3 separate regions of the Mus musculus genome follow, and all the other regions are linked to region 3. Evidence: chromatin contacts called from public HiChIP or PLAC-seq and promoter capture Hi-C data. All regions are on one chromosome and are shown on one strand. Each heading gives the region's core, a stretch centred on a gene start, on an enhancer-like site or on the middle of the called end of the contact. The rest is flanking DNA. Distances are from core to core; before and after follow the strand shown. Region 1 has its middle 41 kb from the start of Gm36819. Region 2 overlaps Fer1l6 (fer-1-like 6 (C. elegans)). Region 3 holds the start of Sqle (squalene epoxidase).

What was found. Promoter capture Hi-C pulls out the DNA fragments that hold promoters and counts their contacts. HiChIP or PLAC-seq counts read pairs in DNA pulled down with a chosen protein or histone mark.
Region 1: a contact with region 3 is called in a promoter capture Hi-C map of neutrophils, with 4 times the contacts expected there. The contact joins the enhancer-like site here to the promoter of Sqle in region 3. A contact is called at or near these places in 2 of 39 promoter capture datasets (neutrophils and pre-B cells), 3 of 115 datasets of contacts at active chromatin or transcription factors (bone marrow-derived macrophages, large pre-B cells and pro-B cells) and 1 of 9 other capture datasets (pancreatic islet).
Region 2: a CTCF HiChIP or PLAC-seq map of the NIH/3T3 cell line shows a contact between it and region 3, with 5 read pairs. The contact joins the enhancer-like site here to the promoter of Sqle in region 3.

Annotation. Positions count from the first base shown.
Region 1 is chr15:59,863,116-59,866,422 of GRCm38.p6, reverse strand. No RefSeq gene overlaps it. Among named protein-coding and RNA genes, the nearest start is that of Gm36819, 41 kb to the right of the region's middle. Within about 2 kb of position 1,557, at least 47 of the 459 cell types and tissues checked have an H3K27ac peak or open chromatin away from gene starts, as enhancers often do. A contact at or near this core is called in bone marrow-derived macrophages and neutrophils, where this site is marked.
Region 2 is chr15:58,570,897-58,573,846 of GRCm38.p6, reverse strand. It overlaps Fer1l6 (fer-1-like 6 (C. elegans)), which reads right to left. Exons shown (of 41, transcript NM_001370912.1): 13 at 2,292-2,475; 14 at 138-258. Among named protein-coding and RNA genes, the nearest start is that of Gm36451, 25 kb to the left of the region's middle. Within about 2 kb of position 1,671, at least 15 of the 459 cell types and tissues checked have an H3K27ac peak or open chromatin away from gene starts, as enhancers often do. A contact at or near this core is called in the NIH/3T3 cell line, where this site is marked.
Region 3 is chr15:59,313,429-59,316,435 of GRCm38.p6, reverse strand. Sqle (squalene epoxidase) reads right to left here and starts at 1,344. Exons shown (of 11, transcript NM_009270.3): 1 at 307-1,344. The coding sequence starts at 591.

The sequences.
Region 1 (3,307 bases), core at 308-2,807, 550 kb before region 3:
AAGGACACAGCCCATATCTTTTTTTATTTGTTCCCCCAAAGCCAGGAGCCTGGCTGGAACTTTTCAAAATAATCTAGGTTATTTAAAGGATGGTGAGGGTTCTGGGCGGGGACTTCAGTCATCTAAATTTAGCCTAGAAAATGCCCACAGTGGTACATGATGATTAAACACATTGTGCAAAAATAAAAGAAGAAGATCTGGCAAGGCAAGAGTGACATATCAAAAATCTAAGTACTTAAAAGATGCAGTCGCTCGATGTGTGCTTTCTCCACCACACCAGAGATCACTAGTGTGAACACCATAGGCCATCTGGGCCAGAATGGCTGAGAGGACCTTAAAACACCTCCCTCACAGCTGTGGTTATGATTGGTACAACACCGTGTGAAGAAAGAAAGCGTCTTGTGGCCATCGCACTAGCACAAGCTCTGACACGTTAAGAGCAATGGCACCTTCAACAAGTCACATAGGCTCTCTGGACCTCAGTTTCCTCATCTGAAAACTTGGCCTCCCTGTTTTAGTGCACACCCATATGATGAGGTGATTAAGGTTGTGGGGCGTCAACAAAGGCACCTAGAAAGTGCAAACGTCTCCATCCTTAGATGATTTGTTCCCCCCCCCCCAAAAAAATCACACAGAAAGGTGAAGGGCATCTGTCAGCGTCACTGAAGGAAAAGTTCTGAATTCTGAAAAATTTAGATCAGTAGTTCTCAACCTATGGGTGGCAAGCCCTGTGGGGACCGAACATCCCTTTCACAGGGGTCGCACACCAGATATCCTGCACATTACAAGTCATAACAGTAGAAAATTACAGCTACAAAGTAGCGACACAAATAATGTTGTGGTTGGGATCAGCACAACATGAGGAGCTGAATTGACGGTCACAGCACTAGGAAGGGTGAGAACCACTGCTCTAGATGGACAGAAGGCAGTCAAATGAGTCTCCTGAGTTTCTATGCTGGGTTTTTACATCACTGTTGCTCCTCAGAAACCATCACCAAGAGCTGCTGTTAGAACTGTCAACTGCTGGGAGTCTGACATCAAGGATGCTCGGGTGACTGAGGAGATGAATAACTTGATCTTGCTCAAGCAGCTAAGCTCCGGGAAGGGAACTATGGTTGCTTATAATGGCCACCAGGGGGAGACAAATAGGGCTACGCGGGGGGAAAAAAGAGTTCTTAACTGCGGTGGTCCGCACTATCCACACGTTTTCTCTCAAGTTATTTCCTTTCTTATAAATGTCTGCCTCTAGCCCTTTACCAATTGTCAGATTCTCAGATGCCTTCTCAGTGTAAGCAGCGCAACCCCCAAGGATGAGAGAGCTAAGAGCACAAACACTGCACTGCTGACCTGAGATTAGCTTTGGCTGGTACCGGCTAACTACCTCCCCTGATTTCCACCCTGTTTGCCAGCACGCCCCTCCAGTCTATGACTTCCAGTTAGACTTCCAAGCGTACAATCTCCCTCTACTGCTTGCACAATGGCAGAAGCTTCTAGACGCTCCCCAAGCCTGTTTCCTCTTTTCCCCAAGCACGCGAGACCACATCTCTGGATCTCCCTTGCAGTTAGTTCAGTAGGATGCTGACCGATGGGTGCTGTCACAGCCTCTGACCTATTGCCACACTCTCTCTTCCCCTTCCACGATGACTTCAACAGCTCCTTAGTTAACGACGTTCACAAAATGGAAGGGTCCTCAAGTCGCTGTTTGTTGAGAAGACACGCTCCCCATAACAACACGATTCGCATCAAAGCTTAAGTAACTGTTCAGCCACCGAGAATGAAGGGATGTTAGCAACGGAATGTAGAGTTTACCACTTAGTCTCACCAGCCATAGCCCCTGGCTTACCCAATTCTCATCATGTGACAAGCACTGCTACTAACACAGCTATTACTGGTACAGTCGCTGTTCAATGGTATTTTAGTAATAGTGTTACCTGGTAAAGACCCAAGGACCACTCACCCGGCATGACCAAAATTTGAATTGGGAGTCTGTATTGAGCAGGCTGGGGACGGCCTGAAGAGAAACGCTTCCCAAAAGGCAGCCCTGAAAGCGCATTGCAGGGAGCTTTCAAAATTAAAGAACACAGAAAAACTATATCCTGGTTTGCCAGCAGGGAAGCAAGTTTAACAAGCAGTTTACCAAGAGTCAAGAGCATGCCGTTAGCTAGGGCATTTCAACCCCGAGTTTCTAAAACAAGGTTGGGTGCTTTCCCACGGGACTTCTAATAGCAGGGGGTGAGGGAGCCAAAGATGGCTTCAGCTGGGACAAGATGGAGAAGCTTTCTCACCTTCACAATAGAACGACATTATAAAGGCATCAATAATTAGTTCTTGACCCTGTGAAGCACCTACCTTGTTAATCCATTGGGATCCATGGATTTTCCAGGGTCATTTCTGTGAATACTCAAGTCTTTTTATTTTTATTAATTATTCTATTTGTCTGCATTTCAAATGATATCCCACTTCCCAGCTACCCCTCCACAAATGCCCCTCCCACATCCACCCTCTCCTGCCTCTCCTTTGCCTCTATGAGGGTGCTCCTCACCTACTCTTGCCCGACCACTCCAGCATTCCCCTATGCTGGAACATCAAACTTCCACAGGCCCAAGGGCCTCCCCGCCCATTGATGTCAGACAAGGCCATCCTCTGTTACATATGTATCTGGAGTCATGGATCCCTCCCTGTACACTCCTTGGCTGGTGGTCTAGTCCCTGGGATTACTGGGTGGTCCAGCCAGCCAACACTCTTCTTCCTATGGGGTTGCAATCCCTCTCCACCCCTCCAGTCCTTCCACCAGCAAACTCACTGGGACAGCTCAGTGGTTGGCTCAGTCTGATGGTTGGTTCCAAGCATCCACTTCTGCATTGGCCAGTTCTTGGCTGAACCTCCCAGGGAACAGCCACACCAGGCTCCTGTCAAACAAGTGCCTCTTGGCACCAGCAACAGTGTCTTGAGCTTGGTGTCTGCAGACAGGATGGATCCCCTCATGGGGTAGTCCCCAGATGGCCCTTTCTTCAGTGTCTGTTCCATTTTTGGCTTTTTGGTTTTTTGGGTTTTTTTGGTTTTTTGGTTTGGTTTGGGTTGGGTTGGGGTTTTTTTGTTTGTTTGTTTGGTTTGTTTTGTTTGTTTTGTTTTTTTGTTTTGTTTTGGTTTTTTTTGGCCCTGTCTTTCCTTTGGACAGGAACATTTCTGGGTTAAAAACTTTGAGATGGGTGGGTGGCCCCGTCCCTTGACTGGGTGTCATGCCTATCCACTGGAGATGTCCTCTACAGGTTCCATCTCCCCTTCACTGAACGAATTTTGGCTAAAT
Region 2 (2,950 bases), core at 422-2,921, 740 kb after region 3:
TCTGGGTCCACATGGTAGAAGCTTTGAAATGCAGTAGTCCCCAATTCAGTGTTACTTAACCTGAGGTCAAGACCCTGGTTGAATAAAAAGGCATATCTTTGTCCCCAGTTTCCCATTCTATCTATGAAGCCACCTACCAAGAGGTCAGCCATTTTTTCCAGCATGTTGGACCAGTGCAGTCTGAATGTCTGGTCTCCCCAGGAACTGATGAAGGAGACACAGGGCTTCTTGGCACCAAAGGGCAAATAGTTGTAATTTCTGTAAAAGGTACATTGGGTGCAGAAGTCAGTAGATAAGGAGTGGTTTTCAAGGAATTCCGATTTGTTCACGTTTCATGTGTTCTGTAGGGCTGCAGAAGAGAGGGTATGATAAAACTACTAATCCCATCCTTAGTCTATAATTGGAGACCTGTGAACAGTGAACGCCGGTTATGTGGTTACCATGGAAATGATTAAGAGTTACCAATAAATCAAGATGGCGACACACATCTGATTCTAGCACTTGAAATGAGAGGCAGGAGGAGAATTCAAAGCCATCCTCAGCAACAAAGTAAATTCAAGGACAGCCTGGGCTGCATTTGAAACTCTCAAAATAAAACCAACCAAACAAACAAAAGGAGTTCCCCCCAGACATAGGACAAAGTTTTAAAATTACCATTAGTGTGTAGAGTATGTTGGAAAAAAACCTTCCTCAATGAAGACTTAAGTTGATAAAGAAAAAAGAGCAAGATTCCTTTTTAAATATGTGCATTCTGAGCACATTGTATTGACCTGCTGGTATAACAGATGAGAGTAAAATTTTTTGGAGAAAAGTAAATTATATGACCAATGGGGATAAAGGCATATATACCAATCTAAATCAGTACTTGGTAGCTTGATACCATTCTTTTATCCGTTTGTCCACTCATCCATTCAATACTTATTCTTACCAGGCACTGGTGCCTTGTTTGGCTAGGAAGGACTAAGAGGTATAGCCAAGCAGCAAAGATGTGGAGCCCCCAGGAATGTGGTGGTGGTGTGTGTGTGTGTGCATGTGTGTATATGTGTGTGTATATGTATGTGCTATGGGTCTGTGTGTGCATGTCTGTATATGCTATGGGTCTGTGTGTGCATGTGTGTATATGTATATGCTATGGGTCTGTGTGTGCATGTGGGTATCTGTGTGTGTGTATGTGCATGTGTATATGTGTCTGTGCATGTGTGTGTATGTGTATTTGAACACATGGTCACCAGATACCTGCACTGTTTAGGAAGGTTGGAGACCTTTTGGGAGGCAGAACCTCACTGAAGGAAGTGGTCACTGGATTTATTGCTTGACTCCCTTCCTGTCCTCTCTCTCTCCTACCTGACAGTAAACATGATGCGACCAGCTTCCAATCCTGCTTCATCATGGTGGACTGTATCTCCACGAAATATAAGGGGAAATAAACCTTGTGCCTCTAGTTGCTTTTATCAGGTATTTTTCTCTTAGTAACAAGACATACAAGGCCAGAATTAAGGACACAAAAAATACCTAAGATTTATACTGGCCAGAACTTGTCACTTACTGGCTTTGGACAGGAAGGAAAAGTAGACCTGGGGCTGGAGAGATAGCTCAGCAGTTATGAGGGTGTACCACTATACAGAGAACCAGAGCTCTATTCCAAGCATCCCTGTGGGGTGACTCACAGCCATCACTCCTGCTACAGGGGATCTGACACACTATCCTGGATTCAGCAGGCACACTCACGCATGAACATAGCTCCCCCACCCCCACTCCCACCCCCACATATGCATATAACTTAAAATAAAAGAAATCTTTAAAATATGGAAGAAAACAACTGACAATCTCCAACAGTGGGTTGGAAGACTGGGAGTGGAGGGATCTGTCTAGAGGTGGCAAGCTGGGAAACAAATGAGTCTGGTGACAAGCTGCCCAGATGGGGACATCTAATCTGCCCGATCTGGAAAGAGGAGCAGTGGCCAAGGAGACAGACTGGGAAGTCAGTTCCTAGGGAAATGTCTGGACTGCTTTAACCTGACACTTGTGGAAATAGTTTTCTCTCAGGTCTAACAGAGCATCATGGCTGCTCTGCCTTTAGATGAATTCCCTGGGCGTGTCTCTGGGGGGGGGGGGGGCTAAGGACTTACTAGAGTGGTAGTTACAATGCTTTTCCTGTTTGCAGCTGGTTCCAGCACTGAGATGAATTTGTGTTTCTTATCTTACTGAAAGCTGGATGAAACCGTCCCAGGAATTGGCAAAAATTGTCACCCAGCAGAAACTTTGCTCTCACCTGCCCTGTCTCCTCCTACCTGTTCCCGTCTGTCACCAGAGGCTTCTCTGGGTGAGTGGTGGAGGCCATGGAAATGGCACTGTCCTGGGCCACATCTTTTTCTCCTTCGTGCAGCAAAGGAAGGACGTCCTCTTCAGTCAGCTCAGTCGATTTTTTCTTACTTCCATGATGAGACCCTCCATCAATCAGGTTCCCAAAGTTACCTTCAGAGACAAGAGCAATGGGCTGAATGTCAGTGAGTGGGATCAGTCAGCTTAGCATACCCCACATTCTCTCACAGCAAGGAGCTAGGATCAGTCAGCTTGGCATACCCACACCCTCTCACAGCAAGGAGCTAAGATCTCAAGATAAAGACAGAAAGAACAACCCATGGAGAACAAGAAAACTGATTGACAAAGTCAAGAATTCTTATTTTCCTGTTCATAAAACGTACACAAGTTGCAAGTCAACAAAGATGGTTAAGGAAAAAAAATCCTCTGAAGGTTTTAATTTTATTAATTTATTTTTAATTTTATTTATAGCCATTTTTTTTTACCTATTTTAATTTTATCACATTATTTTGTGTGGGTACATATATCTATGAGTAAGTGTGGCAGTCGGAGGACAACATGCAGGTGCTGGGATCTCTCCTTCCACCTGTGCATCCCAAAGACCAAAGTCAGGTGATCGGGCTTAGCA
Region 3 (3,007 bases), core at 95-2,594:
AAATCATCCTTACCCAGGGATTTTAAATTAAAAGCCACAGTGAGTCTGTCTCCCAAATGAAATTCTAACATTTCCTACCAAAATCAACACCCAATCCCTGAGGTTCACACAACAAATGCTTTTCATCTTCCCTAAGAGCACAGCCACAACACAGTCCAGAACTTTAAGAAACGCAATCAAATGAGAACACTGACGCTTCTAAGCCACCACTTTCGTGACTTTTAAAGAAACCATAAACTTCAGTGACCTCGATCTGAAGTTTAAAATACGATCCCATTCATTTGCCCACTGTGGCATCAGGCATACCTTCTTGGACTCCAGCTGTTCTTTCTTTTCTGATTCAGGTGACTTGGCCCAGAAGAAGCCAATAAGAGGCAAAGCAGAGAGAATATCCGAGAAGGCAGCGAACTGGGCGCCGCTCTGATGGCGGCCAAGGAGGCCCCCGTGTCGATGGCGACAGCGGTAGGAGAGCACCAGGCCCAGCGACAGGAACACCAGCACGCACAGCAGGAGCTCCTTGTTGGCCAGGGTGACATCCCCGCATTTCTTATAAAAATAGGTGAAGGTAGCAATGCCAAGAAAAGTCCACATGGCTCAAAAGGCTTCTTTGGTGGCACCAGCCAAGGCTGAGGATTTTGTGTTTTGGGGGTCTCTTGGGGGGGTCTTTTTTCCTCGGAAGGTCTTCAGTGATTAAAATGTCCCCAAAATGTAGTTCTCAAAGGGGTTCGGGGCAACCGGTCGAACTTCTTCCAATAAATAGTTTCAGGATCACGAGTCAGATGTGATCAATTTTTGAAATCATTGAGAGTGCAAATGTATCTTAAGTTGTCCAGATCTTAAAAGGCAGCATTTAAAGCCTGCCTACCCCAACGGCTCCTGATTACACACTTCTTCATTCAGCCAACTGATGGACACGGGCCTCTCTATTGGGCTGAGGGGTGCGAATGTGGCTGTATACTTCGATGTCCGCTCGCCTGGCTGTAAACGGTCTTTTGTCACCAGCAGCAGGTGCTCGGTAGGAAGGAGTCGGGAGCGTAGAAGGATCTGGGTGCTGGGAAAGCTGCCCTTAGCAACACTGCCCCGGCAGCCTTCTCCAACAAAAGATGGCCACGGCGTCCCGAAGCGCGGCGGCAGCCTGGCAGCTCAGCCCTCCCTTGGAGATTCCTCCTCAAGCAAGCCCCGAAGTCACGGCCGGGAACCTGTCCGACCGACACTTGCCTTCCTCGAGAGTGAATGGCTGTCTCGGATGAGCGTCCTTCAGAGCGAGGCGAAGGCTCCTGCCCGCCGGGTCCCCAGCATCCCTCGCGGACAGTAACCAGAGTAACCGCTGCGCGCCCCGCTCGCAACCCGGCCCCACGCGCTTCAGCCGCCCGGCGGGCTCGGCCCAGCCCAGGGACCGGGAGGCGGGGCTCCGGCCCGGCACCGCCCCTTGAGCGGACCCCGCCTCCCACGCCGTCCGAACCAATGAGAGCGCGCACCGCGCGGTAGGCTGAGATGGCGCTATAGAGCGTTTGTCCAATGGCGGGCGGCGCACTCCGCGCGGCGCCAGTCGCAGAGGCGCTAGGGCGATGTTGCGTGGTGCGGGGCGGGTGCGTGGGGTGGGCGCGGGGCCGGTGGGTGAATGGGGCGGTGCCCGCTCGGCCTGGCCGCCGCGGGGTCCTCAGGCCCCACCTGCGGAGGGTGGAGCTCGCTCTGGAGGAACTCTTGGTGGCTCCTGGTGGCTCAAACGCAAGAGAGCTACAGGAGTCATCCGGGCGGACTGGATGATCACGGGCTAGAAAGGCGAGGAGGACGTGACACGCCGGCGAACCTGCCATAATTAGTGGACGAGGACTAAAGAAAATGAGAGAAGTCAGTAGGTGGAGATGGATCACGCCTTTAATCCCAGAACTCGGGATGCAAGAGGATCTCTGTGAGTTTGAGGCCAGCTTGATCTGCATAGCGTGTTCCAGACCAGTCAGAGATACACAGTGAAATCCTTCTCGGGTTAAAGAAAGAATGAGAAAGGAAAAAAAAAAAAAATGTCCTAATCAACAGCAATCCCAAAACTGTTTAATAAGATCATTTTATGTTTTAAGCACTATGCCAGAGCGTTGCAAACATTCATTCAACCCTTACAGCAGTCTTGCAAGAATGGCATTACCTTTCTGTTACAGAAGTAACCGAGCAGTTTATCTGCCGTCGTTCATGAGACTAACAACATCATTTTATACTATCCACAGCTACTGTCATGTAACCGAATTTCAGACTCGACAGTACCATTTAATTATCAAGCTTTCGTTGAGTTCTTAGTTATCTATGGTTTAGGTCTCACCCTAAACACTTCTCAGATATCTTTATTAGTTTCTGCGATTTTTTTTTAAGTCATTCAAACAGGTACAGTTGTTTAACCCGTTTATCCTTTAATAATGAAAGAAGTAAGTCTCACAGAACTGTATCCTACCAACCCTTTGCAGCAGGCACAGCCAACTCTATCTAGCTCCACATTTCTTCCTTCCTTTCGATTTGTTTACTTATGTATTTTGTCTACATGTATGGCTGCACTTTAGAAGAAGGCACTGGATCCCATGGGACTACAGTAACAGTTGTAAGCAGCCATTCGAGCACTAGGACTTGAACTGTGGACCTCTCATAGAAGCCATTGCTCTTAACAGCTGAGTCATCTCTCTGGCCCTAACACCACATTCCTAATGAGGGTCTCTCCATGTTCCTAAGTCCAACCAACAATAAGCTGAAATTCTAGGCAACTTAAATGAGTCTTAACCTTGCCAAATGTCTCCCACCTTTGGGCACTAGTAGGAGAAAATGAGATGTATCTAATACTCTCAAAAAGCAGCATTTGCACAGAACATAGGATGAGATCTTGGTGGTCAGTTCCACATGTCAGGCATACAAAGAGGCAAACTAAAACTGTCACTCCTGAAGCTAAGGAATTGTGTCCGAAGGTAAAACACGGAATTAACTCAGGGAAAAGACTGTCCACATTGAAAAACAGAACTCAGGATCC